Regions from separate parts of the Oryzias latipes genome. Here region 1 is linked to region 2. Evidence: chromatin contacts called from public Hi-C data. All regions are on one chromosome and are shown on one strand. The core of a region is the stretch at or near the end of the contact, and the rest is flanking DNA. Distances in the headings are between cores, read along the strand shown. Region 1 holds the start of LOC101167011 (tyrosine-protein kinase Fyn). Region 2 has its middle 24 kb from the start of lama4.

Evidence for each region. Hi-C and Micro-C count contacts between places; a contact is called where the count stands out from the background.
Region 1: a contact with region 2 is called in a Hi-C map of embryo, with 1.9 times the contacts expected there. The contact joins the promoter of LOC101167011 here to the enhancer-like site in region 2. A contact is called at or near these places in 2 of 5 Hi-C or Micro-C datasets (both in embryo).

The regions. Positions count from the first base shown.
Region 1 is chr24:21,840,516-21,846,847 of ASM223467v1, forward strand. LOC101167011 (tyrosine-protein kinase Fyn) reads left to right here and starts at 4,171. Exons shown (of 12, transcript XM_023953147.1): 1 at 4,171-4,270. It overlaps LOC101166767 (solute carrier family 22 member 6), which reads left to right. Exons shown (of 10, transcript XM_011492064.2): 10 at 1-193.
Region 2 is chr24:21,716,880-21,722,495 of ASM223467v1, forward strand. No RefSeq gene overlaps it. Among protein-coding and RNA genes, the nearest start is that of lama4, 24 kb to the right of the region's middle. Within about 2 kb of position 3,687, at least 3 of the 8 cell types and tissues checked have an H3K27ac peak or open chromatin away from gene starts, as enhancers often do. A contact at or near this core is called in embryo, where this site is marked.

The sequences.
Region 1 (6,332 bases), core at 2,921-5,420, 120 kb after region 2:
CATATGCACACCTATCTTTGCAAGAACAACGTTTCACAAAAAACTGAACAAACCAGACTGACAAAAATGCTGAGAAACTCACACCATGACACACATTCAAAGATGAACTCCCATAACGTGTCCCACAGACTGCTTGCATTCCAGTGAGTGGAGTCATTTTAATATTCAAAATAAAGGTCAAATGTTGCACTCATCCGCACAGGTCTTTATTTTTCTAAACTGCATTTCTTCCCTGAGTTACGATGAATGTCACTGCGGTACAGTTTTTCTGTGCTTCACCTCCATCTGCAGCCTGTTGTCTGTTGATGTCAAATGACGCCGAACAGAAGCAGAGATTGTCACAGGTAGAAGGGACAGAGCAAAATGCTGTGCCACAGTCTGATCAATGCTAGAAGTATTCCTCTGCTATCATTCTAACTATAGGAGGCTAACGTGTCCAGTTCACTGTCAGTCTGATTGCCTACTGCAGCTGTCTGCTTCTGCCGCTGCAAAGGCTGGTGGATTCTGAAGGCAGATTCGATTGAATCTGAAAATGCAACCTAGAGAAAATGGGGTTAGATCAAAACTCTTTTGATGATCAAAACTGTCAGCAAAGTAGAAATATGACAGCATGAATATAGAAGACTAGAAAGAGTTCTTTTTTATGTAAAGTAAATCTTCAACATGTTTATAAAACAGGCTGCACGGTGGTGCAGCGGTTAGTGCTCTTATCTTACTGCGAGAAGCCCCCGGTTCAAGTCCTGGCTGGGGGACCTGAACCCGAATATCAATGGGGGGGCCCTTCTGTGGGGAGTTAGCATGTTCTCCCCGTGCATGTGTGGGTTCTCTCCGGGGTCTCCAGCTTCCTCCCACCATCCAAAAACATGCTTCTAGTAATTGGTTACTCTAAATTGTCCCTAGGTGTGAGTGTGAGTGTATGGGTGTGTGATTGTGGCCCTGTGACAGACTGGTGTCCCCTGCCTTCACCCACAAGTGGCCAGGATAGGCTCCAGCAGCCCCGTGACCCCAAAAGGGTTAAAACGGCAGAAGATGAATGAAGGAAATGTTTATTAAAAAAAGAACAAAGAAATATTTTCACTTAAACAAGCATATTCCAGCCAAGAACACCTTGCAGGCTTTAACAGCCCAACATGGAGAAAAATGTTAAATCAGATGGAGGTCTTACCAAGAAAAAATGAATAATTGTAGTTAGGAGTTATTAAATGATTTGGGAATATAACAAGATAATACAAGTTGAAATGTTTTACCAAGAAATCATTGAATCTATTTGCTTAGGGCTAAAATAACAGAAGTTAAAGTATACCAAAAACCTGGAAAAAAAGACTTCATAAAATGTTGACACCCGCATCATAATGAACCAGCTAAAAATACGAAATGATCCTTAACAGCAGATCATTTCAAATTCCGTCACCAAAAAGTATGAGCAGTCAACGTGATTAGTTTAACCCGTGTGCTATCTTAGATGACCCCCCTTCCATTGACATGTTCTCCCTACCATGACAAAGGTGGATAATGGTGGAAAGATTTCATGTAATCCATGGACACCAGTGAAGATCACAAATCATTGAAGAAAAAAGGTTCAGAGCACTGTCTAGTGGGTCTAGATGACCCAACTCCCAATGTTAAAGTGCCTAAGATAGAACAAGGGTTAAACACAAGCTTGCACCAGGGTGTTCCCTGAATGCTCACAATTTATGGGTTAATAAAAAATTACAACCTTCTTATGGCCTTGGATGGTGCAAAATTATTACCTGCAAAGATTGCAAAACAACCCCCCCCCTGCATAGTTTAAAGCTTGTTGACTCCTGCCTCTTTGAACAATCAACTGAAAAGCATTGAACATGTTTTGATTGGGACAGGTTTCTTTGGAAGTGTTTCCAATGTCATGTAAAGTGACGACAGCATTATAAGTCATGTATGGCATTTTCTAAACTAGAATTCATTTAGATCAGGACACTGAATGAGCTCGTCCACCCCTTCTAGGTTGTCAATCTTTTTTGTTGTACAGATAAAAACAAGTATAAACAAAATGAATTTTTATAATACAATAATACAATACACCCCTTTGTGATTACTACAGCACACTATGCCACACCAACTCTGAGCCATGGTTGTAGTATATTGAAAGTCTACAACTAATTAGTCTATTGAGGTTCACCTGAGAAAAGTTATTTATGAACATTTTCATAGAGGCAAAATATTTTAATCTGATTTCACAAAATGTTTGACATGTTCAACAAATTTTTTAGCAATGATGTAAGAAACGAAAGGAAGAGGAATAGTTGTATGAACAATAAAAATTCAGTCTGAAAGAATAGTTCATTTAGACAGACATGATAAAAACACACGTGGAATGATCATAGCCAGTCTAAATGATTTTGCAGAGATTTCTACTTATTCAGTTCTCCAAAGGCATAAATTACTGAATGAGGTGAAAATCCAACTGACACTCGGTTGCACCCAAAACGACCACATATTTGTGGAGGTCACACTAACTGTTGTTTAATTCTGTTGTGAGAAAAAACTGTAAACATTGCTATTTGTCAATATGTTTCATAAAGTATATAAGAAAAACAATTCAAAGTAGAGAAGTTTGTGGTTAAAACTGTCTATCCTTCAGCTAAGCTAATGATAGCATTCAGGTAGAATCTCTTTGATTTTCTGTCTTCATTGAGGTCATCTGTGAAAACAGAACTCTTGTTGTGTAGAGACCTATTACAACGTTCTCACTCTCCTGCTAAACAAAACACAAAACAAAGAAGTACAACTTCTGCTTTGGAGAACAATAACTTTGGCTTCTGGCATGGAGTGGTGTCAGGATGCTGGTAAATGAATCCAGAGATGCACAGAACTAAAGCAAAAACGGTTTAAATTAAATTACAGATGTTCCATGAGTACTCCATGCTCCACCAGGGGTGTCAGGCAGACTGAGAATTGAGAATGGTTATTTCCATGTAGCGAGATTGATTGATTGATTGATTGATTGATTGATTGATTGATTGATTGGTTGATTGATTGATTGATTGATTGATTGATTGATTGATTGATTGATTGATTGATTGATTGATTGATTGATTGATTGATTGATTGATTGATTGGTTGATTGAGTTTACCGCCCCATAGCGTAATACCCTTATATGCCGGTGGGAGGCAGCAGATGACTGATTGATCCTAACAGGCTGTAATTTACACTGATGGAGAACCAGACAAAAATAAATGAGAGCTGTCATCGCTAAATGAAACATTAATGCTGCCTGTAAAGAAGTTGCAAAGGAGATGCTCGGCCCTGACAGCTTAGTTCTCTCTCAGATAGCTCCAGTTTTATGACAGGTTCATGTCATGTCTGCAAACATCAACTCTTGTTTTGGAGAAGTTTCACAATAGTCAAAAATTTGCATTGCAGTTAGATGAATCTGGTACATGAGACGGTGGGAAGGCCCTGGTTCAAATCCTATCTGGGTTCTTCCTGTGTGGAGTTTGCATGTTCTCCATGTGCGTGGATGGGTTTTCTCCAAGTACCCTGGCGTCCTCCTACAGTCCAAACCCCTGCTTTATAGGTTCAATGGGTTATAGGTTACTCCAAGGTGTCCCTGTGTGTGGGAGTGCCTGTGTGCCCTGCGACAGACAGGGTGTGCCGCCCCCTTTCCCAACAGCAGCCAGGACTTCCTCCTGCAACCTTGTGACCCCAGGGATACAGTGGATTGAGATACAGTGCGGATACAAGGGATACCGTGGATTAAGAAGATGGGTGGATGGAAGATCTGATATGATGTTTGTTGAGCAGTGAGGTACTGGCTCATCCGTATGACGCACAGGGAACTGGAAAGTATTTCTAACAAATGAGAGGTCTGATTACTCACAGTATAGCTGTATAGTATAGTATAGTATAGTATAGCTGATGAGTGCTGTACAAAGCAGGCCAAAGTTTCACACTAATTGTTATTCGACATTTAGAAAGTATAATTTTTGTACACACTCGGTTCGGCCCTAGAGTGTTATTATGTGTGATTTTAGTCTGTGGTGTGCTCCAGTAGTTTATCAGCGTAAAAACGGTGCCTTGGCTGAACAAAAGTTATAAAACACTGCCTTAGTGATTCTCTACTGACTTCACTTCAAGTTTGAATAGGAGTTCAGAAATCCTGGAGCTCCTGAAGGCAGCAGCAGCCTCATTATGCGGGTCTCGTCACACCGTCACGCAGAGCGCCGCGCGCCTCTTAGTTCCGCGCAGCAGCATCTTCTCGGCGCGTGGGACCCAGAGCCGCGCCCACCGGTAAGTGTCTCCGTCCTCTGCCGCCGTCACGCCCGCCGCTTGTTGCACGTGCTGCTGCTGCGCTCCGGGGTTTTAACGCATGCGCCTTTGAGCTGGTTCCCGTGATGTTCAGCGGAGTCAGATGCGTCCAGAGGAGCCTGGCAGTGCGTCTGCGCCTCTGGAGGACTCTGCTGCCGCGCTACAGGAAGGATCGGCTGGGGGTTCGACCTCGGAGCCTTGAACGCATCATCCCATTAGTTTTGTGTTGAATCATTGCAGACCTTTCATCAGAAACTGTCAGATCTGAACTGGTTCGGTAAGACTTCCAGCTTTTGCATCATGGGACAGGCTGGGGGAAAGTCTCAGTTTTACTAAACTCAGTCTGCAGCAAACTTCAAGCTTTCAGCAAAGTCTGAAGGATGTGGTTCACATAGTTGTTGTTGGTTCATGCTGAGAGCACCAGCTCTGAGCTCTGAGAGCCATGGTGGTCCAGCTGGTCCAGAGAAAACTCAGAAGTAGAACCTGCTGCTGAAACTTGAACTGAAGTCAGACTTCAAGCATACTCTGCATCTTCTGTCATCTGGTTTCCTCTGCTCACAGTTCACCACAGCTGTCAAATTCTGTTATTGCGGGGGAAACGGCTCTAGGTAATGAATTGTTGGCCAGTTTTTTTTTATCTTGAACTGTGAGTAAATTCATTTGAACTCACATGAACTGAAACTCACAAAGGTTACACTAAGCATCTTCCTGTACGAGAAAATCAAAATAAGAGAGACTTGGGTAACTATTGGATATGGGTCTTTGGATGAATTTACAATTAGTATTAATATTGACTTCTTTCAAAACACTCAAAAACTGTTCACAGAATGGATAATAATTGAAACGTATAAACCTTGTGCTATCCTAGGCACTTTAACATTGGGAGTTGGGTCATCTAGACCCACTAGACAGTGCTCTGAACCTTTTTTCTTCAATGATTTGTGATATTCACTGGTGTCCATGGATTACATGAAATCTTTCCACCTTTATCCACCTTTGTCATGGTAGGGAGAACACCTCAATGGAAGGGTGGGGTCACCGGGACCCCATAGGATAGCACATGGGTCAAAGGGGACGAGGAAGCAGATGTCAGCGTTTTATAAAGTTTACCCCAGAAATCAATGAATCACAAAAACATACTTTAACTTGTTGCTAAAGGCAAAGCGCAGCAGAGCATGGCTGCAGGGAAGAGTGGCGTCCCTCCATAACCAGACATTTAAATAGGCTGAGGACAATTAACAGAAATGAAAACTTACTAACATGAACCTGGAGTGACTGAAAACATGATCACATTATTTTCTTTTGTACCCAGATTCTTGTATTACAGGGGTTCTGATCTGCCGCTTTTGTCTTTGCGGTTTCAACAGTAGTCAAGGAGTCTGTTTTTGTTGTTGCTTTTTGTCAGACGTCTGAGCACGGCGCATCAATTCAACACAGCAGATCGTTCAGGGAGTTTGGTACTAAGCACAGAATTAAACACCAGCTGGATTTTCTACAAGTGGGTTGATTGTTGCTTTAGTTTACTCAGCAGTGGCCAATAAAGTAATGCTTTAATAATTTTTTTACACGTCCTTGACGTTTATTTATTACATGTCCTCACTTTCCATTCGATAGGCAATGTAGGACGGTTATGGTGCATCGGAAAATCGCAGGTTGGGTTTCCGCTCTGCCCGTCCAAGTGTCCTTGGGCAAGACACTGAACCACATGTTGCTCCTGGTGGTTACAGGTTGACACCAGTGTTAGGCAGTGGAGCCGCCATCATTGTGTGTTCATGGGTGAATGGGACTGAGACTGTACAGCACTTTGGGCCTTTAAGAGGGCAGTACAGGGCTGTATAAGTATTTACCATTTACTTTGTGTTTGTGTGTCATTTATTCAGTGTTCAGTTCTGACATAAAGCTGTGCTCAAAACACAGAATAAGGAAGGAAATCTGTGCTTTTTGTGATCTTGATGTAAAACCAACAGATTATTCATTTTATGAATGCATATATACATTTTTGTTGGTGTTGAATATAATTTCCTTTTAATACTGTTAATGTTGT
Region 2 (5,616 bases), core at 2,437-4,936:
GTGTCAGTGAATTAGACCGACAACAATTGATTTAGCTGGCACCACTTCTGCAAAAGATTACCTGTTGTACTTCTGGCGCTTTGCTCCTGAACATAATTAAGTGATCTTATTAAAACAGACAAACACAGGAGTTAGCATGAATTTAACAAAACATCTGTTTTACCAAGTACTCAGCTTTGAGTGAACTAAGGTCCGCTAACACTAATGGCGTGACTTCAGATGAAAGCATGAAACCAGAACCACTTCTGGTGTTGACTCCAGGGTCACATGTATGGAGAATGTGTGCATTTTTTGGGTTATTAGTAAATCACTATTTTTTTTCTTTCCAATCAGTTCCAGTCACAGGTTATCAGATAAATAAATATTTTTGGTTTATTCCTTGTATTTTGACACTGTGCAGTCTATCAGAGCTTCATTCGTCACTCTGTAATCTTTCCATCCAACATTGTGGCATGCCAGGGATCACCCCCCACCCCCCCACCCCCCTAGTCTTCATCTATAAAGCCCCTGAAGGCAGGCAAAGAACCAGATTTATGACAGATTATCGTCAAATATGTTCCAAACTCAATTTGACACGTGTGCTGTTTCTGCAGACAGTTCCAATAAAGCTCACGACACAGACGGGACATGTTTGTAATCATCAACAGCAGCTCCTCTGTGCATGGCTCTCAATTTATTAAGCCACATTTCAAAGCTCCACATGGTCTCATGGAAGGCTTCCATCACCCTGAGGTCTAACGGCTCACACGAGAACAGATGTGGCAGAAAAATATGGGCAACACACAGTAGCTGCAGAATGGAGGCTCTGCTGGAAGCTTGAGGGGCACAGAGAAAGCTCTCCAAGCAGACGTGGGACGGTGAAGCTGCTGGGCTTCATGTCACAGAGCAGGTGTGCTGTGGTGGGAATCAGTCGGAGCATTCCTTACTCTACATCGGAAAAGCCTTCTTTGACTGAATGAGTTTACTGAAAACACATGTAGGTGTTCCAGGCTTTATTTTCAAATTACATTAAGCTTTTTTTTTTTACTGTGCCTTGTTTCATCTGCTGAGCGGAGTTCCTGCAGGGCTGCTTTCATCTGCAGGACACTTGAGCATGGAAAGTTGTTCTTTTCTGTGCATGGCGCTTCCAAACGTTGCTTCAGGCTTTTGTCAGGAAGTTCTTTTCAGCGTTTGAAAGCTCTCTGATACAAAACCTGCTCTTTGCTTTTGTTCTGCACTTGAAAGAAGCTCAAATTGCAAAGAACCTCAAATCATTTTCTTCCTGCCATTTGTCGGGATTCTTTTATTTTTTAAAAATGCATGAAAAAGCTTAAAGGCCTCGTGTCAGCTCCCAGTGGAGCATTTTCACCACTTTGTCTGTCTATAGAATGGAACTAAATTTTCACATTCATCACTTTCCAGTTTGTTCTTTCAGGGATTAAGGCAGAGGAAGCTCCCACTCCTGTTTTTTTTCCTCCAGAAGAAGGATTCCCTGTCCCCCCACCCCCCGGCCTGCTGTTGTACTGCGATGCATTGCACTCAGTGCCTTGCAGGTCAGTCTCATGGCTTCTCCATTTCTTTCAACCCTTCACCAAACTGCTGTTGGAACAAGCTGCCTCATGGTAGAGCTGCTAGCTACACTGCAGGCAGCTGGCTTGTGTCTCAGCTGATGATGGTCAGCCAGAAAGATGCCCCGTCTTTGTTCCCTCTGCTGATGTAATATCTCCTCTTTGAAACAATGTCTGCAGCCATTCTGTGTAAAGCGTCTCCCTCTCCGATGAGCAAAAAAGAACCAACCAAAGGCAAACACAGAATATTTAGGAAGTGAAAATGTATTCCTGTATTTAACTGTATTTCCAGATGGTGTTTGACCGAATTCATAGTCTGTTTTCTGCACGAGCAGTGCCATAGATGGGTGTGTTTTACAGGATGTGATGCTGGACTGTTATCCACCTGGGCTCTTGGCTCAAACCCCCTTGAAGGCTGCTTTGTGACTGGCTGCTGACTGTGACCCGCTTTAAGTATCCAGACCACACCAGGAACAATACATGAACTGACTCTGGAAGAGTTTTTCTCCCACTCAGGGAATCTCCAGGCACACAGCTGTGACAACAGCAGGGCTCAAGCACAGGGTTTAGCCAAAGGTAAACGGGACAAACGAGCTGCAGCCGAGAGGTTGACAAAACACCCATCTCTCATCCGGTGTTTCTTTAAATGTTTCATCCTCTTTAAAATCACTTTCCCTGTTGTGAGATAAGCATCAGCTGGGTGTGATTTATCACACTGAAGCTCGTAAATGACCAAAAACTCCACTGCAGCTCGTGGTGCTGGATCCTCCTGTAGTCCTGCAGGACACAGAGGTGGTGAGCCTCTCATCAATCACACACTAAAAAAAGAAATGCTCCTTATTTCACTTCTCAGAGTTCACAATATGCCTCCATTTTACTTGAAATATTTTTTGGAAATTTCTTCAGCCACCAAATGTTCATGGTTACTGCTCAGGTTGGAACTTTACAAGTTTCTCAGATTTCTTAGTTCCCCAAAATTAACAGAAATTGGCAGGTGTGTCTTAAAGACGGTAAGAGAGTAGAGTTGATCTGTTTTGATCGTTTAATGCATGTTGAGTTTTGATAAGCTTTGAGTAACACTTTGATCTATTTTCAAAGTGTTCGCAGTGGTCTTTTATGCGGTTTTTAGCCAAATTCAAAAAATCGGTGTCGTTTTCTAGGACATAGTTTCTGCAGAGCGGCATGAGTTCATTTGGAATGCACCTCTAACTTGTGGACCCCTCTTCCCGTTCCCATTGCTAAGAACTTGGAACAGGGATCTTACAGCCCACTCGTTGTATTTTCTGTCACAAATACGCTCTTTCTCAAACAGCATTTGTCATCTGCTCTTGATTCACGATGATTTGAATAAAGGAAGACGATCAAGATTAAGATGAGCTTTTTGAATAGGGCCATAATGTGTGCCACTTTGAATACTCCTTCACAGTAATTCATGGTTTCATGGTATTGTTTTCTCCTTGATTTGTTTGACTTCTTTCAGTTGACAATTGCAAACTGACCTCTGTTTGCTGATTCTTGTTCCAGGACTCACACAGCTCATCTCCAGGGGGACAGGAAGGTGGTTCATAAAGTGCCTCTTCATCTGTCAATAAAGAACGCTTCTGTCTTTGCAACATGGGATGTGGCCTGATAGAAGACAGAGTGCTGTGCTAGCTGTCCTTAGGATCAGCTCTACGTGTTTTTGAATCCTTGGTGGAAGTGAGATTCTGCGTGGAGCCAAATCTTTTGTTCTGTTTTCTTCAAAAGGATTGGGATCCTCCTCACCCGCATCACGTGACAGCATGGAGCTGATTGAGACCAGGTGCTGCTTTGCTGCATCAGGCACACATTAGTCTGTCAATGATTTATGGAAACATTTCCACTCTGCAGGAGGACACAAACCCAGGGAATCCTTCTGGACCCTGAAGAACTGGAGAAGGTGATGGAGCCTCTCTGGTTCCGCCTCTCAAGCTGGGTTTCCCCTTAAAACAAAGAAAGTGGCCATTTTTTCTGGACCTGGCTGCCTCCACTGTAATGAATCGTTCAGGATTTGTTCTCCTGGCTCTCCAGCTGTGAAAATATTTAGCCTGTCAAACATCTGTTGGAGGAATGTGGGGAGGGAGCAAGGGTCCACTTCCTGTTAGAAAAGCAGCATAGCGGTGCCACCCCCTCCCCTCACAAACACTCCCCACTCCTCCTAACGTCAGAAGGAGGTCCTGCATCTCCTTGCTGCTCTTCAGAAAAAAAAACCCAGAGAAATGCATCTCATCAGTGAGTCAAAAGTAACCGAATAAAACCGTTTCCGTCATACCTGACGTCATGTTCCAGACAGATGACACCACTGCCCCCCACCCCCTACCCCCCTGTGTGCTCAGGATTTTATTTGCAGATAAGAAATCTGCAGGGAAACAGTTCAGCAATTCAATGAATAAACTGACAACGAAAATGTTATATAGTGCTTTTTCAAAAAATATCTACTTACAACAAATCTCTTAAGCTGAAATAATATTCTGATTCTTAAAAGATCAGCCTGCAGTGTTTTGAGCTAAAACTAGGAACTTTAAGATTTTATTTTACAACCATATTCTAACCAGCTTCCTGTTAACAGAGCTCTCCTGTTGTGTGTTTAAATCTGTTTTGCATCCTACACCTGTAGCAAAGGATGCAAAACAGATTTATTTTTGCATATCTTTGCATTACTTAAATCCAAATGCTTCTGAAAAGGTTACCTGCAGTAATTCAGCAGACATTTTTCATACATGCCATGACCTCTGGATACAGCAGGTTAAGAATATACATGGATGGATATTTATACATTACTGATTATTAACTCAAGAAGAAATAGTTCAAACATGCCAACGGACTACGTTTGATACAATTCTTTTTTATTTATATAGCCAAATATTACAACAATAGTTGTCTAAATGGACTTCATACCAGTAATTGTATAAGAACATGAAATCAGTCATAAAATAAAATGAACGGCAGGCAACTTGAGCTGTGTGTTTACCTGGTTACTCCTCCCTGCTGGCGGTTCAGTCTAATTAACTCACCTGTTCGGTCCTACTTAAGTCCAGGTGCGGTCCAATCCTCTTCTTCCATTTCCGCGAGCTCTGCGTTCATCACCCCACCCTCCTCCCTGGCTTCCACCTGTGAGCTCCATTAGGGGTAGTTTAATACCCAAAGCTTTCTATGGAGATCTTTGTTTTATGTGTCTGAACGGAGCCTTATGCCAAACTAAAAGAAATATGGAACAAATCTTCCTTACTGCATGAGTTGTCTGACTAAAATAGGTATTTGCTAAACTAGACTAAACAGACTAAACTAAAATCTTTTGGGTACAAAATTTAATGTTTGTCAAAGTTTAAAAAGAGAGGTTTATGTCTTTTCTGTGAGTGCAGGGCAGCAGAGTTTATCACTCACGCAGAGGTTATCCTCCTTGAGCCCCCGGCCTCATCACTGACCTGTTAATCTTTCGTTGCGTGACCCATGAGGTCAGGAAACAGATGGAAGGGCCCGTGTTATCACCTTGCTGTTGTGTGACTGGACAGTGCTGGACTCTGATTACTGACCACAGCTGCACAAGGTTCCCATTATAATGTGGGGATCTTCCTGCCCACTGCTGAGCTGTTAGAGCTGCAGAAGCTGCCACAAACAGCACCTCTGTGGAAAGACATGGTCCAAGGAGAAGACTGTAGGGTTGGGGTTGCCCTCCCTGTCATTTATCCTGGAGGAGAACCACGGGAGGCTAAAAATCCAAGTATTCTGCATTCCACCTTTTAACTTGATGTTAAGCCTCAAGACTGTTCTTTCATCTGGTTTAGCAGTAAATCTAAAGTCCTCTCATGATCAAGATTTTTATGAGATTTAATATTAATTATTAATCAACACTTGATTAATAACTAATAACACTTCAGAGTCAGATCCACCTTTTGAGCACCTTTGTGCAGATTTCTCCTGTCCACGTTTCCTGTTCAGTGAACACATTATATAATCAGAAAAACCATAAAAGACATAAAAACAGAGATTGAGACCAACATAATAAAAAAGCAGCTAGGCAGCGCGATAGTGAAGGAACAGCTTGGCTTTA